Regions from separate parts of the Mus musculus genome. Here regions 1 and 2 are each linked to region 3. A link is a contact called in public Hi-C and HiChIP or PLAC-seq data. All regions are on one chromosome and are shown on one strand. Each heading gives the region's core, a stretch centred on a gene start, on an enhancer-like site or on the middle of the called end of the contact. The rest is flanking DNA. Distances are from core to core; before and after follow the strand shown.

What was found. A called contact is a pair of places that touch in the nucleus more often than the background predicts. HiChIP or PLAC-seq counts read pairs in DNA pulled down with a chosen protein or histone mark.
Region 1: a Hi-C map of DN3 thymocytes shows a contact between it and region 3, with 2.2 times the contacts expected there. The contact joins the enhancer-like site here to the promoter of Lrrc1 in region 3. A contact is called at or near these places in 3 of 39 promoter capture datasets (the C10 cell line, Sertoli cells and macrophages), 12 of 484 Hi-C or Micro-C datasets (the C10 cell line, DN3 thymocytes, the HPC-7 cell line and 7 more), 3 of 115 datasets of contacts at active chromatin or transcription factors (embryonic stem cells and intestinal villus epithelium) and 3 of 9 other capture datasets (adipose tissue, liver and pancreatic islet).
Region 2: an H3K27ac HiChIP or PLAC-seq map of neural progenitor cells shows a contact between it and region 3, with 4 times the contacts expected there. The contact joins the enhancer-like site here to the promoter of Lrrc1 in region 3. A contact is called at or near these places in 1 of 39 promoter capture datasets (macrophages), 11 of 484 Hi-C or Micro-C datasets (CD4 T cells, CD8 T cells, cerebral cortex and 6 more), 13 of 115 datasets of contacts at active chromatin or transcription factors (astrocytes, cardiomyocytes, embryonic forebrain and 8 more) and 3 of 9 other capture datasets (adipose tissue, liver and pancreatic islet).

What each region holds. Positions count from the first base shown.
Region 1 is chr9:77,590,670-77,593,958 of GRCm38.p6, reverse strand. No RefSeq gene overlaps it. Among named protein-coding and RNA genes, the nearest start is that of Klhl31, 44 kb to the left of the region's middle. Within about 2 kb of position 1,333, at least 21 of the 459 cell types and tissues checked have an H3K27ac peak or open chromatin away from gene starts, as enhancers often do. A contact at or near this core is called in DN3 thymocytes, where this site is marked.
Region 2 is chr9:77,501,717-77,504,833 of GRCm38.p6, reverse strand. The region is part of intron 1 of Lrrc1 (leucine rich repeat containing 1); the gene reads left to right. Among named protein-coding and RNA genes, the nearest start is that of Lrrc1, 42 kb to the left of the region's middle. Within about 2 kb of position 1,578, at least 53 of the 459 cell types and tissues checked have an H3K27ac peak or open chromatin away from gene starts, as enhancers often do. A contact at or near this core is called in cerebral cortex, embryonic forebrain, forebrain and 3 more, where this site is marked.
Region 3 is chr9:77,543,114-77,546,301 of GRCm38.p6, reverse strand. It overlaps Lrrc1 (leucine rich repeat containing 1), which reads left to right and starts at 1,450. Exons shown (of 14, transcript NM_001146048.1): 1 at 1,450-1,837. The coding sequence starts at 1,679.

The sequences.
Region 1 (3,289 bases), core at 84-2,583, 48 kb before region 3:
TGTGTGTGTGTGTGTGTGTGTGTGTGTGTGTGTGTGTGTGTGTGTTTTGAATGTTGCAGAGACTTGGATTATAGACCAGTGTCTAAGCCTCTGCCTGTGAGGCTCCTGTGAGCCCTGGATTAGGTTTGTGCTCCTTTAGAAAAGATTAACATTTGCTTCTGCCAAACAGCCCAAGGGTAAGAGTTCATTAATCCATTAATATGTCAGTTATTCAGACTAAGAGTTTTGAGTTCTGGGAGATAAACCGACATCCATGCCCAGGAAAGTCGTGATTGTGGATTATGGTGGAAGATGTTTTCCTCCAGTGGAAGCCAAAATGAGCTAAGCCAAGTGCCTGCTTCATCCCTCTCAGTAGATGATTCTTCAAGTATCTCTTGACCACAGAAAACAGCGTTATTCAAGAGTCCCCTGCAGGAATATTTCTTATAGCACTTGCATATTAAACTTAAAGGAGTGTTTGGCATAACTTATTCACCATTTCTAGTCATTCTATAATGTGAAACATATTCTATATTGTTAGAAATGGATGTTCTATGTGTGGCTTTAAGACAAAAATCTTAAAATAATTTTTTTTACCTAGGTTAGAGAATTTGGTTACGTGGTACAGTGATCATATTAGCTAATTAACAAACTAAAGAGAATTTGTCCTGGCTAACGTACTACTAACTCACAGATCTTGGTGGAAAGGGACCAATGCCACTAAGCGATGAGATCATCAAGCAGAAAATGGTACAAACTGAAGACACCTTGGAGATTCATTCATTCATTCATTCATTCATTCATTCATTTGTCAAGTATCCGATATATGCTTATAGCATGGACAGTGCTGGGATTCAGTTCCTTGTCATAGATCTCAATTTGAGCAGCAGACAAGGAACTGCGAATATTTAAATAACAAAGACGCAGAACCTGACAAAAGTGCAGAGAAATGTAACTTTGTGGGCAGGAGGGCCAGAGCGGGGAAACAGGGGAGGGAGAATCTTCTTTATGAGGACATAAGAATCAAAAGGTGTCCTAAACAACTAGAAAGAGCCCGTCAAGAAAAGCCACTTGAGGTGGGGAGGAGGGGCTCCCAGGTAGGAAAGAGGCAGTCCGGAGAAGAGCAGGCTGGAGGTTCACTCAGGGAGACTGTCTGCAGTGTAAGCTGGGAGAGTGGCAGAGAACCTGAATTATAGGCCGGAGCAGGCAGAGGGTCTGAAAAGCCAGAAACTGACATTGCCTGAGTTGGCCCCACATGGGGCTTGAATCATCTCTTCCTCATTCTCTAATCTGCAACTCCCCACAGCCAGTAATCCTCTTGCCAACTGCCTTATTCAGCCCTGCGTTCAAGCAAGCTGCTGTCTACCACATCAAATACCTCCAAGGCCCACGCAAGCCACAGGAATGCCTAGAACACCTGCTTCTGGGGTATTTTGGACCTCTTTCTCCAAATCCCCAGCCTCTGCAATTAGTGAGTCTATCTCGGAGTTCTTGCATCTGTTGTTTTTATGTAACTCTGTCTGCACTCACTCAAATAACCACTAATCATGTTTGAGTATAATAATGTGCTCTTAAAGTTTTAGAAAATACACAGTCCCTGATATATGATAGACAATCTCTAGTCTTAGTTGTAAAATCCTCATATATTTTTGTAATAGGCAAATTTCTATAACTCCACTTCAAGTCAACTAGATGTATATATACATGCAGACATATATATTCATATGGTAATCTCAAAAACAATAACAAGTGTTTAGAATTTTATTGTCTCCCTGTCTTACACCACTCTTCATTCATCACTGCATGCTCTAAATGGTTTGTAAGTTATTGATTTGATTTTCTTTGCTTTTATAATTGTCTTTTAAGTAAGTAGTAGTTCGCCTTCTTTTAGAGAAGATTTGAAAGGTTAGGGGTGACAGTTGTACACATTTGGGGTTCTGTTTCTGTTGTAGGAGAATATCAACACTTAATGGAACCCACATTAGCCCAGAACTTTAAAACCCTATCTACTCTTCCTTCCCATGGTGAGTCAGAAAGCTGCACAGTATGACTTCTTTTAAAATGAATATTCACTGACCAAGGTTTATCTCTGAGGTTCAATGTCAATATTAAAAAAATTTTTTCAAATGTTAAACTTAGATATGTGATCTCATTTTCCTTTACCCGACTCCTCTGGAGATCTTTCTAAAGCTATTCACATATCCTATTAATTGTCAGATGGAATACACTTCCGAGACATTAATCATATGAGATGGAGTTATTTTCATTAATCCTTTATATATAGCTGAAAATAGACGTGAGAGGAATGTGCTGAAAACATTAAGCTTAGATATGAAGAACATGCAGTAGGAGGGTGATCTGGGCATAGTTATATTTTCCTGGGTGCTGTCGTGACTCTGATGCCACACCTCAGCATTTCTTTGCAAAATCTGGATTTGTCAAGTGACTTTCTTGAGTGATGACATTGTGTGAGTCCGATATACATCTGTCCATCAGGCCCAACTGTCCAGGACACACCAGAGACAAGTAAAATCCAGTCCAGAATTTTGAACTCACTTGACATACCCTCATTGCACTTGGGTCTTTCTCTCACCTATTCTAGTATCTCTACTTCTTGACTTCTGTGCAGCATTTCCAGCTACAGATCAGCTGCTTACAAAACAGGACAAGAAAAATCAAGTTATCAAGTATGTCTGGCTTCTAGGCATCCTTTAAAAAGCTAAGCTTTGAAAGGAGAGGAAAACTTAGAAAGAAAAACAGCTCTCAGAAACAGAATAATGGCCAGAAATATAAGGCTTTTCTTACTTTATTAAGTTTTGACATCTGGACACAGATCTCTGCAGCCGTTGTCATGTTGCTATTTGACTGAGCAGAATTTTAGAAACAATGCTCACGCCTGTCTCCAAGTATCTGGGCAGAGTGGGATGCGACATAAATCCTATGTTGGTTTCCTGGTAAAAGCAGCATCATACTTAGCAAGTTTTGTCTCTTAGGGAAGAGTTTTCCATCTTTGATTTAAAGAAGTCAGGAATTGCCGGGCATGGTGGCTCATGCCTTTAATCCCAGCACTTGGGAGGCAGAGGCAGGCGGATTTCTGAGTTCCAGGCCAGCCTGGTCTACAAAGTGAGTTCCAGGACAGCCAGCGCTATACAGAAAAACCAAAAAAAAAAAAAAAAAGTCAGGAATTTTATAAACTCCTAATAGCTAAAGTTTGCTGTGCGCTGAGTGGTACAGCGAGGACTTTTTAACCCTCTTTTCTTCCATTTGGTCTTTATAAGCACCCAGGGAGAGTAGCTAACTGTCTTATTCA
Region 2 (3,117 bases), core at 329-2,828, 42 kb after region 3:
ATTTTTACCAATCCTAAATCTGATAGGGGACTAATATCCAATATATACAAAGAAGTCAAGAAGGTGGACTCCAGAAATTCAAATAACCCCATTAAAAATGGGGTACAGAGCTAAAGAATTCTCAACTGAGGAATACCAAAGGACTGAGAAGCACTTGAAAAAATGTTCAACATCCTTAATCATCAGGGAAATGCAAATCAAAACAACCTTGAGATTCCATCTCACACCAGTCAGAATGGCTAAGATCAAAAATTCAGGTGACAGCAGATGCTGGCGAGGATGTGGAGAAAGAGGAACACTCCTCCATTGCTGGTGGGATTGCAAGCTTGTACATCCCCTATTCTAGTTCTTGACTTAGTGCCCAGACAGACACATTTTGTCCCCATAGCTCTAGCGAACTTTGACATTACCTCTTCCCCTTCATGGATAATGTATGCTTTCAGGTAAGTTCTAGAAAGTTTTTCCTTAGTTCTGAAAGAGTCTCAGTGGAATTTTGTTCAGGATTTGTTGCAGCTGCAGACCATCACTCTTGCTAACATAGCTGTGGAGGTCTCTGTCTTGTGTTTGTTTTCTTCAGTGTCTCAGAGTTCTCACTGTAGAGGTCTTTCACCTCCTTTGTTAGACTTAGTTTGTTTTCTTTTGAAGCTATTTGTAAATGAGATTGTTTCTCTCCTAATTTCTTCCTCTTCAAGTTCATTTATTGGTATATAGAAAGGCTGCTGGGTTTTGTGTGTTGATTTTGAATCCTGGCACTTTTCTGAAGGTGTCTAGGGTTTTCCAGTGGAGTATTGGGGTTTTCCATGTCATCTTCCTTGTCTCCATCCCCTTGTTCTCTCTTGTCTTCCATCTAAGTCTCCAGTGCTGTGTTGGATAAGACTGGAGACAGTGGGCACCTCTGTCTTTTTCCTGAGTTTTGTAGGAAATGCTTTTGGTTCTGCACTGTCTGTCTGAGTGATTGATCAAAAAGCCAGCCTAACTTGTTGAGGACGGGAGGGGTGGGGGGAGGGGACTTGATTTGTGTTATATAAAACACGATAAGATTAGCGCTTTAAGTTAGGGATTAGAATACCTCCAACATGGCGATAAGTGTCCTTGTAGCTCAGCCACAGCTGTGCAGAAGCTGTGGCATTCCTGACACTGTTGTTCCTTATGAGAGCCCATGCTGTCAGTTCTTTTCTACATTATGGAGGAATTTCAGCACCTTGGGAACAACTGGTTGATGATCGTCCATATAGTAACATGAAAGGATGCAGCCCTTTCTCAGATTCGGGAAAGAAGTACTAATAGTACCCAGAAGGGCAAAAGACCTTGTCAGATGGAGAATGGAAACAACATTTTGTTTTGTTGAATGAAAGGCTCAGTATCTGCTAAAAACAACAGTGGCTGTAAGAAGCCTGGTACCCTGTAACAACCTAGGGCAGTTGGGGTTGCTCTGAATATAATTGCCCAGAATGTGGTCTAAGTGGGTCAGTGAGCTGTAATCAAACATGTAGATTTGAAGAATAGTGCAGCAGTGAGTTCTGTCACATGATCACTCAGTGCTCAGGCACCCTGCCAGAAGAGCTACACAAATTGTTCTTCATGTGCCCTGGCTCATCTCGGACACAAGGCAGAAGGAAGGGCTTATAGCTTAGGAAGCCTTCTCGCTGACTGTGTGAGGAAGCTGAACATTGACGATGTGACACAGTTTGAGTGGCAGACCCCTCCTGAACTGTGGAAGACAGCAGGTGATTTAGAGCATTTGAACACGGCGATGGCATCCATCAGGCTACTTTGTAAAGGACTGGAGAGTTACTGAGGCTTCCTTTTGAGGTCATGGCATACTGCATTTTTACAACTCGTATGTGCCTTCCCATGCTAACTAAAGCACTATTTGGGGCAGGCTGTAGGTGAGGATGCTTTCCTCTGGAAACTGTGGAACAAAATTTGTTTTCTTGTTCTGACCTCTCTTAGAGGTGGGATTTGTAGGCTGTCTGTCGTCCTTGTTATTTACTGCAGACCCGAGCACCCAATTTACTTGATTTCTTGGGTTCTATACGAATGAGCGCTGGATGCGTGGAACTGGTGATGGCTTTTGTACTTTTGCTGTTATGCCTTCCTCGCAAAACAAAGTAAGCTTTTCACGCTTGAGTAAACACATTGATTATATTATGAAACTGTCAGACTCTTTGAACAATTGGCACCGGCTCAGTTATTCAGACATGTGACTCTTTTCAATGGCTTTTGTGTTTGCTAATGCTTTAGGACAACTAATATAAAGAGATTGCTGTCCCTCAAAATAAATCTCAATTGATGGTTAAAGAAATCGCAAGGATTAGCCTCCATTGAACATCTTTTTCATTATCATATATGTCCAATTAGTGAAACCATTTGTGCAGATTCTTAGATCGTTTAAATAATCTGTTTTGTTTTATGTTAAAACCAGTAATTCATGCAGTATTCTTGTCACCTGACCCAACTGTGATCTGCTTCCATTCTACCCAATGGATCCTCACTGGATTCTCGGGCCCGCAGTTAGCATGGCCTATTACAGAGAACCTGAAATCTTGTTTTCTTTTAGAATTTTGTTTGCATTGTAAACCCTTTTCAAGTTCGATTGTGTTTGTAATAGTCGTTTTTATTATTTGCATAATTCTGCATTATTTAGCAATGGATAGCCTGTTACTTTACTCATGGTGTGCTTCCTAGCTTTATCTTAACATCATAATGCAAAGATAGAGTTGTGCATTTATGCTTGCTTTTGCTATTTTCAGCTCTAGTATGAGAAGTGCAAAGAAGTATATCAGTAGACTTGAAAATATTTTGCCTTTCGTGTGCTACCCACTCGCTTTTCAAAAGGCAGCACCTCTTTGGATCACTATACAAATATTAGTTCTTTTTTTTTTAAACCAATACAAAGGTGAAGATGGCTACTAAATATTAGCATTTGGAGCATCCTCTCATCTTAGTATAGACTTTCTGTAAATTCATTTTCTAGGTTTAAACATGCAGCATATGCTGTTGTTTCACAATACTAAGCAGCCAGGATCCATAGCAGTGAAGAACAGGGGCCTCTTGCCTTTCTCGTTCCGGTTGCTGGGTTTTATCAGTGTAGATGGAGTATATGAGTGAGACTGT
Region 3 (3,188 bases), core at 201-2,700:
AATCAGGAATCAGAGTTTTTCATGGGAGGTGGCAGGACATGGGCTTTATACACACTTCTGGAATGCAAGAATGAAGGAGGAGTGGAGGCTCAAAGTCCGCCTCAAGAATGCAGGCACCAAGTCAGGTTAAAAAGTGAAGTCAGCATAGTGGCAGGAATTAGGTACTGGCTGTAACCATCAAGTCTAGGTGATAATCCTGAGGTAAAAACAGGTCAAATTTCCTCCTTCATCAATCAAGACAAGAGATCCTCCTGATAGAGACGAAACCTTTATGTATCTCTCCCCCTCTCCCCCTGGGCAAGTGCCCTGTGCAGTTAAAAATACTGAAGAGACAATGAAAAAAAGTTTCAGAGCAAACTCTGCCTTGGTTACTAAGCAAGCTCAATTTTCAATCTTCTGCATATTGTGATGTTGGTGACTCCAGATTTGAGCTGAGGGAGCATAAGGCTTCCTTTGCTGGGTGGGGAGTCAGAGAAGACTCTTAAAACAGTCTATTAGCTATTGTATTTGGCCTAAAACGGAGTCATCAACTGTTCATGTGGAGTGAGTTTGGTTAGTTTGTATCGTTGACTCTGAAAACAGAAGAAAAGGGGTTCAAATGTCTGGCTGTGGTAACGGGAACCTCTGAGGAGCAAAGGAAGAAATTTGGGGCTCCCCGCCCCAAACTACAGCGTGGGTTGCAATCTCCCCTTTGTAAGACGCAGGGTGCTGTTGAAGAAATACAGGAGCCAGCTATTGGAGGTTCATCTGCCTTCCTGCACCAGTGCTTTCTGTACCTCAGCCCAGGTTAGCCCCCAAAGCACATCTGGCTAAGGTGGAGCTAATGCTGAAGCGCACCTTTGCCATCTCCTTTCTTCTCGGAGCATCTTTTAGAAGATTTTTGAAGACGGACATCCATGCTTTTGTTGGCACCAGGAAGTTGGTGACACGTACATCTCAGATAAGTCCTGCTCACCAAAGATGCTCTCAGGTCGTAGGGCCTGCCAGCGAGTGTGCGCAGACACAGGGCACAAACGGGGGTTAGGAGGAGGGGGTGTCGGAAAGCCAGAACCGACTCCTTCATTACCCCGCGCTCAAGGTACTCGGCGGGGCGGTACTTCCTGACCCCGGAAGAGAAAGTTGTTTTGGGGAAGGGGAGCAAGAAAAAAAAAAGCACGGTGAGTAAAATGAAAACTCCGAAGTTGTTCTGCTCCTTCTGGCCTTCGGTCCCTGCCCTCCTTAGGAGCTTTTTGGGGCGCGGCTCCCTCCAGAATCGCACACTGTGCGACTCCCCGCGGAGGAGAGGACCGCAGGAGCACCGTCTCCCGACCCTCCCGGGAGCCGGGTCTCCAGGAAAACCCGGAGCGGAGCATCCCCGGCCGGGACACGCCCTCTGCGTGCCGCCGAGTGCGCATGCCCAGTGCGCGGCGGCCGCGAGTAGGAAGCGGAGCGCGGCGGAGGGGGCGGTGGGAGGGGACGCTCGCGACTGTGGCGAAGGCGCGGGACGCGGCGAGGGTTCCCGCGGCTTCCTCAGAACGTTCGGGACGGTGGAGTCCTTGCGAGGCGCGAGCGAGCTTGGAGCCAGCAACGAGCTTGGAGCGGGCGGCGGGCGGGGAGCAGCGGGGCGGCCGGGCGGAGCGGGCTCCGAGCCCCGGGCTCCGCGGCTCGGCGGGACACGGCTCTGGTGGTGGAGGCGGCGATGTTCCACTGCATTCCCCTGTGGCGGTGCAACCGTCATGTGGAGGCCATCGACAAGCGCCACTGCTCGCTGGTCTACGTCCCCGAGGAGATCTACCGCTATGCCCGCAGCCTGGAGGAGCTGCTGCTGGACGCCAACCAGCTCCGGGAGCTCCCCGAGGTGAGTGCCCGCCTCACCTGGCGCGGTGGCCGGGTCCGTGCGCTCCTCCGCTGACTGCTTCGCTCTGGGAGACTCTGGCCAGCGGGGTCCCACTACTGCCCTCAGCCCTCCCTGTGCCCCCCTCCCCTGCTTCCCGATTAAACCCATCCTCCAATAAAAGTTGTTTTTCATTTATACCGAAAGACTTGGTATTTAACAAGTAGTTACATGGCTAGTGGAGAAACGTTCTGGTCCACTAAGTGGCTTAGATCCACGTCTGGGAACTAATGCCGGTTAGGTGAGAAGCCAGGTAGCTCACACTGTTCCCAGCTGGGGGCGACCATGCGCCCCATCACGCCCCGGGGCGATCGGCTAGCAGCCAATTCTCCAGCTAGTGGCTTGGAGCTCCTCATTTTGGGCTAACGCAGGTCCCAGAGGATGTGGGGACCCAGCAGCGCGAAAGTAAGCTTTAGTATATCTTGGCATCTGTAAGGAATGTGCTCCGGGCCTTATCTCTGTGGGCTATGCCCTGGAGAGATGGCGCTTGGTCCGCTTCGGTAGCCCCGTGGCCGCATTGGGGTGCTGGGCAGGAGGAGAACTGCTGCAGGTGCCCAGGTTCCCGCCGCTGGTGCACTGCGTGCGTGGACCTGTTGCGTGGTTGGAACTGCGATGAACGTGTGTAGTGGCTCCCGCTGCGAGTCAGCCCTGCTTGCTGCCTTTCCGCCACCACAGAGCTTGCTTGGGTCTGTCCTATCACTAATGCCATATCTTTTCAGAGTTGTTTATGAAAATTAATCATCTGCCGCACCGAACTTGGCCTGTGACAGATACTGATTGTGCTTCTAGGCCCTGCTGGGGTTAGACGCTGAACTTTTAACCCTTGAATTTGCCTCGGGATTCTAGCTTTAACTGTTAAGGAGGACGCATCCTTTACCCAGGTGTAAGGAGGAAGTAAGCCAGTGGCAATCCAGAGGTGCAGGAAATGGAAGTCCGCTGGGAGGCCCGGAGAGAGCCTAAAGGCCCGAGCCTCGGAATGCAAGTACCTTGTTTGTCCTTTGTTACCGCTGATGATGTCCTGCCATTTTCAAAGAAACTCTGATCAGATGTCTGGTTTGTTGGAACACGGACTGATAACGATCGCCAGTGCTGACAGAGTTTAGAAAATCACAAGTGTGTTTCTCTCAACATCTCGAGTGAAGTTCGTCTTGAATTAACTTTTCTTGGTTCCCATGGCCTCCTCTGTGTAATCACAAAGATTACCCTCACTCGGATCTCTGCAGAGCACCCCTCCCAGCCCTTAATTTAATTCAGTAGGAAAACCACCCAGATCCCTCAGGCATGTATTATTTTGCAGGCATTTTCAAACACATGA